2 separate regions of the Mus musculus genome follow, and region 1 is linked to region 2. A link is a contact called in public Hi-C data. All regions are on one chromosome and are shown on one strand. The core of a region is the stretch at or near the end of the contact, and the rest is flanking DNA. Distances in the headings are between cores, read along the strand shown. Region 1 has its middle 25 kb from the start of 2310050C09Rik. Region 2 holds the start of Kprp (keratinocyte expressed, proline-rich).

The links. A called contact is a pair of places that touch in the nucleus more often than the background predicts.
Region 1: a contact with region 2 is called in a Hi-C map of epidermal suprabasal cells, with 4 times the contacts expected there. The contact joins the enhancer-like site here to the promoter of Kprp in region 2. A contact is called at or near these places in 2 of 39 promoter capture datasets (both in the 3T3-L1 cell line), 9 of 484 Hi-C or Micro-C datasets (the C2C12 cell line, cerebral cortex, cortical neurons and 3 more), 1 of 115 datasets of contacts at active chromatin or transcription factors (embryonic stem cells) and 1 of 9 other capture datasets (liver).

What each region holds. Positions count from the first base shown.
Region 1 is chr3:92,893,994-92,896,700 of GRCm38.p6, forward strand. No RefSeq gene overlaps it. Among named protein-coding and RNA genes, the nearest start is that of 2310050C09Rik, 25 kb to the left of the region's middle. Within about 2 kb of position 1,333, at least 11 of the 459 cell types and tissues checked have an H3K27ac peak or open chromatin away from gene starts, as enhancers often do. A contact at or near this core is called in epidermal suprabasal cells, where this site is marked.
Region 2 is chr3:92,825,868-92,828,751 of GRCm38.p6, forward strand. It overlaps Kprp (keratinocyte expressed, proline-rich), which reads right to left and starts at 1,380. Exons shown (of 2, transcript NM_028629.1): 1 at 1,348-1,380.

The sequences.
Region 1 (2,707 bases), core at 83-2,582, 68 kb after region 2:
CCACCTGGAAAGAGTAAGTTGAACTTTAAAGAGATTTGTGAAATCTACCTGCAGTTTTAACAGGATAAAACATATTAATATATGCACTAAGAATGGTTCTTCTTTCCCCTCCCTTTATAAGTCCTATTCCTGAATGGAATTCGGAAGGGCCAGCCTTCCTAGTCTCCTGCAGACTTCTGCAGGTTTTTACAGGTTTCTGCAGGCTTGGCAGACACTCATCAGCAACAAGGTGCTTATACATTGCCAGGCCCCAAGGCGGAGCTAAGAGAAACCAAAGAACCTTGTTCTTACCCATCTGGGGAAAGTGCCAGCTCCAAGTCAGGCTCTGGGCCAATGTCCTCTACGAGTGCTGTGTTTCTTTCTTTGCTTGTATGTTAAGAGGTTAACTTCACTACAGCTCCACAAAGAGCACACCCATTTTTCAGACTTCTTCAAACACTGCCCTTCTCACCTTCCTTCTTGGAAGACTCAGCTGTGGTTTTGTTTTGTTTTGTTTTGTTTTGTTTTGTTTTGTTTTGTTTTGTTTTGTTTTGTTTTGTTTTGTTTCCAGTGCTCAGAACCCACCTGGGCTGTCCCAACCCTTCAAGTAGTTGAGAGACTGGAATAGGAACATCAGGTTTGGAGTGGATGAAGAGCACACCCAGAGGATCTTGTGTAAGGGAATCAGGATTAGTCCTGGGCGAGCCAGAGTCCTGGTAGGGGAGGTATAGCACTGCATAGCCACATCAGGCATTGAGCCAGGTCTGATACTTATCTGCCACCATGTTCTGTCTCCAGTAGACACAGTCAGTCTTTCATGTCTGAAAACCATGGAGCCTCCCAACTGCCATATGCTGGGATCAATGTAGCCCTAAGATGATGAGCTGATTGCTCAGGTACCCCTAAGTATCACATTAATGTAACTACTGGCACTTCTGAACTACCACCTGAAGACATAAAGAAGATGGATAATATGTCAGTCGGTACTCATAACTGGAAATTATTAGCAACAGTGGGCATGTACTGTCAAAATGAAAAATTCCAGCCACAGAGTTGAGAACTTTCATTCCATGAAAACAGCAATCCAATGAACACTGAACTCAGGACCTTACATGCTCTGAAAAGCATCCTCTGTAGGTCTACTCCCTGCCGGCTTCTCTCCTTCCTCTCGCTCTGCTTACACACTTCACCCTGTTTCTCTGAGTGCTGCTAATTTCCCCCTGAGGAGATGACAAGGAATGTCCCTTGTGTTGGTCACTGATGGGGAAGAGCCGGTCTCAGCCGTTTCTGAGAAACTCCTTCTCATGGCCCAGTCACGTGTCAGCCTCCAGGGAGTGCCACAGCACAACCACACACCTACCTGAGTCATCTCTTTCTCATAGCCATTTGAGAAGCCCAGCCTGGATTTCTGGACCTGCCCTCCCCTTGGGTTGAGCACAGAGCACTTGCCCTTTGTTGTTAGTGCTGAGGGTAGCATAGGTGAGTATAGAATTTTTGTGTTGCAAGGCAACCTTGGAATTGTCAAGTCCACAGCTACACAAGTTATAGATACATTACTAGCTACTCAGGGAATCCACTAATCCTTAAAACAAACGAGCCTGCAAAAATAGAGAATATAAGGCCAGGAGTCAGACTGCCTGGATTTGATTCTCTACCATGCAGTAGCTGTGTTTCTGGGGATCAGTCACTACATTGTTAAATGCATCTTGTCACAGAATTTTTTTCTTTTTTCTTTCTTTTCTCTCTTTTTTTTTTGCCTTTTTTATTAGATATTTTCTTTATTTACATTTCAAATGCTATCCCGAAAGTTCCCTATACCCTCTGCCCGCCCTGCTCTCCTACCCACCCACTCCCACTTCTTGGCCCTGGCATTCCCCTGTACTGGGACATATAAAGTTTGCAAGACCAAGGAGCCTCTCTTCCCAATGATGGCCGACTAGGCCATCTTCTGCTACATATGCAGCTAGAGACATGAGCTCTGGGGGTACTGGTTAGTTCATATTGTTGTTCCACCTATAGGGTTGCAGACCCCTTCAGCTCCTTGGGTACTTTCTCTAGCTCCTCCATTGGGGGCCCTGTGTTCCATCCAATAGCTGACTGTGAGCATCCATTTCTGTGTTTGCCAGGCACCTGCATAGCCTCACAAGAGACAGCTATATCAGGGTCCCTTCAGCAAAATCTTGCTGGCATATGCAATAGTGTCTGGGTTTGGTGGCTGATTATGGGATGGATCCCCAAGTGGGGTAGTCTCTGGATAGTCCATCCTTTCATCTTAGCTCCAAACTTTGTCTCTGCAACTCCTTCCATGGGTATTTTGTTCCCTATTCTAAGGAGTTATGGAGTATCCACGTGTTGGTCTTCCTTCTTCTTGATTTTCTTGTGTTTTGCAAATTGTATCTTGGGTGTTCTAAGTTTCTGGACTAATATCCACTTATCAGTGAGTGCATAGCAAGTGACTTCTTTTGTTATTGGGTTATTTCACTCAGGATGATATCCTCCAGATTCATCCATTTGCCTAAGAATTTCATAAATTCATTGTTTTTAATAGCTGAGTAGTACTCCATTGTGTAAATGTACCACATTTTCTGTATTCATTCCTCTGTTGAGGTACATCTGGGTTCTTTCCAGCTTCTGACTATTATAAATAAGGCTGCTATGAACATAGTGGAGCATGTGTCATTATTACCAGTTGGAACATCTTCTGGGTATATGCCCAGGAGAGGTATTG
Region 2 (2,884 bases), core at 130-2,629:
ATGCTTTCAACCAAGAATCTTTACTGACTTAGCTGAGCCCATACTAGTCACTATTGCTCATGAGACCTGCCCTGGTTGTGCCAAAATTCAGTTCTGCATAGCTGGGTATAAAGTTAGGCATACCAATGTCTGCCACCAGAGAGCAGTGATGACAAGCAGATTCAAAGTCAAGTAGCAGAAAACAGCCCTACAGGAAAAACAAGTAACAGCTTGTTTCTGTTTGTGCATAGCCCAAACTGAGACTTCCATGCACACAGGAACATATACACAAGCCACATGTGCAAATGAGCTCGAGGCAGGGCTGGGGGAGCACTGGCATTATCTATGTTCACATTACACCAGAGTCCACTGAATTAGCAACAGATCCAGGCAAATGCTGGACCTGTCAGACCCAGTGTTCAATATCTGCTGCTTTGCATTCAGTCTTTTAAAGTAAATTTTAAATAGATCCTCACAGAAATATGAAAATATATATACTTTGTATGCAAAACACACCAGCCTTAAGATTAATGGCCACTTGTCCAGGAAGGTTGCTGTTATTAATGACCTGGAGGATGACAATCAACGGCTTCAGAAATGTTTTCTCCTAAGACTCTCTGAGATGCAGAATGGAGTTAATTAAACTGAGATAAGCCAGAGACTATCATATTCCTCATCACATTCAAGAGTTTACAGTCAAGTAAGACAAGTCAGAAACCCTTATGGATTTACATTGTGTGTTCATCACAATATACCCTAAGGCATTCAGGTATATGCTCCTATACTACCCTTAGCTAGCAAGAAAATACAGTAACTCCCATCTGCTTTTCCCAGAGCCACCTGTCTGTTCAGGTAGACTAATGACTGTCAAAGCACAAGGTTAAATTGACAATTGAATCATAACAACAAAGCACCTCTCACAAGCTTCCAAAATACCCAAAATTCTCCCCCTGGAAAACAGAGCTAGACATTTCCCATTTGTAGCAAGCGTCTGTGTTCACTAAAGAGGGTGATCCATCCTCCTGTGCCTCTATGCACAGAACATAAATAACTACTGTACCCATCCTTCTGTGCCTCTAACCACTCAAAATAAATAAATATTGTATCTTCTCCAGGGACAACAAGTTCCTAACAGAAAGAAATGATACCTGGAGAAAAGACCAGGAATGCCAAAGATAAATACACCAACTTTAAAGCCCCATCTCTTCCCATAAATTCTACACATTTTATAATCCTTGGTCAGTGTTCCACCTCAGACTGATGTCCCTCTGCCCTAGCTTCTGCCTTAATCATTCCTCAGTCTTTACAGTCTGGGGACCCCTTGAATATCCATCACCCATGATCCCAGGACCCAGCTTCCAGACTCACCCTCCTCAGCAGGCACAAAGTCATTCAGGCTAAGGCATCTGGACAGAAGGCTGTGTTTATATAAAGAGTTGTGGGTCTGGCTCACACTATGAGACAACTGGTTGGCATCTGCCCAAGGTAACATTCCACCACGTAATTTCCTCCCTGTGTGCTGTCCATCTAGTCACCTACAGAGTTGGGAGTGTCTGTCCCTGGTGCCAGAGTTTCCAGGCTATAGAGAAGCAGATTATTTTTTCTCATTTTTCATCCTATCAGGTTCCTTTCCATCCCAGCAGGACTCAATGGTGAAGGTGGTGAAGAGGCACTGAGGTATCATCTTTCCTAGAAAATTACTCCATGTTCTATCTTCTCCTTGCCTCAGATTCTCACAAGATAGAAGTAATGAAGGAAGCATTCCTTGACGTAAAGCAATCAAGCCTAAAGTCTAAAATCAAGTCAACTTCAGAATGAGGAAAATGTGAAGTCAGAGCTGCATGTAGTGTCTCGTGCTGATGACTTACAGCTTGGAGACCTTTATAGCTAAACTAGAAGTTAATTTGCTCTTCTCCAAAATGGATGAATCTTTTTAAAATTATCTTGGCAACTACAATTCTTTCTTACAAATCTTTCTTACCAAGAATGATGTTCAAAATAGCCAACATTTTCTCAATGTTGGTAAGCATGCCATAAACAAAAATGCAACTGGATCAATGTGCATCTGCTATGACCCAGTCTAAAGCAGAGGAGACAGAGGATGAACAGCAAGTGCTTGCCTGATGCTATACAGCAGTCCTCCAAAGCATCTTAAGGCACTCCATGTCTTAGAAGACAGCACAGTTCAGAATAGAGCTAGCAAGGTGACCCCATGAGACATATAAACACAAGCTGGGTGTTCTTTACATTTTACTGCACTTTGTTAAAACTAATAATTTTTTAAAGTAAATAGATTTTATCTAATGTTGTAGATCTCCATGTTTTCCTTTATAAATTAAGTCTGTTTAGGGGGTGTCTACCTTTTATCAGACTGACAATAGTTACCCTCCAATAATAGCATATATGGTTTTACATTCTACAAAGATTCATCATTCTTTTGTTGTTGTTGCTTTGGCTTTTGTTTTTTCTTTTCTTTTCTTTTCTTTTCTTTTCTTTTCTTTTCTTTCTTTTTCTTTTCTTTTTTTCTTTTCTTTTTTCTTTTCCTTTCTTTTATTTTTTTTGAGACAGGGTTTCTTTGTGTAGCCCTAGATGTCCTAGAACTCTTTCTGTAGACCAGGCTGGCCTTGAAATTAGAGATGTGCCTGCCTCTGCCTCCTAAGAGTGGGGATTAAAGGTATGTGCTACCACGTGCAGCCCTTCATTCTTCATTCTATATATACAGTGCAATCTAAAATGTAAGACTCCTTATATTATTTTTCCAATATTCTTTTTATGGTTAAAAAGGAAACATTGTGCTGAAGAATTGTTCGGTGGTTAATAGCATTTACTCTGTAATCCTGAGAATAAGAGTTCAGATGCCATCAGTAACCTAACAGCCTACCAGAAATTCTTTATAAAAGTCCAT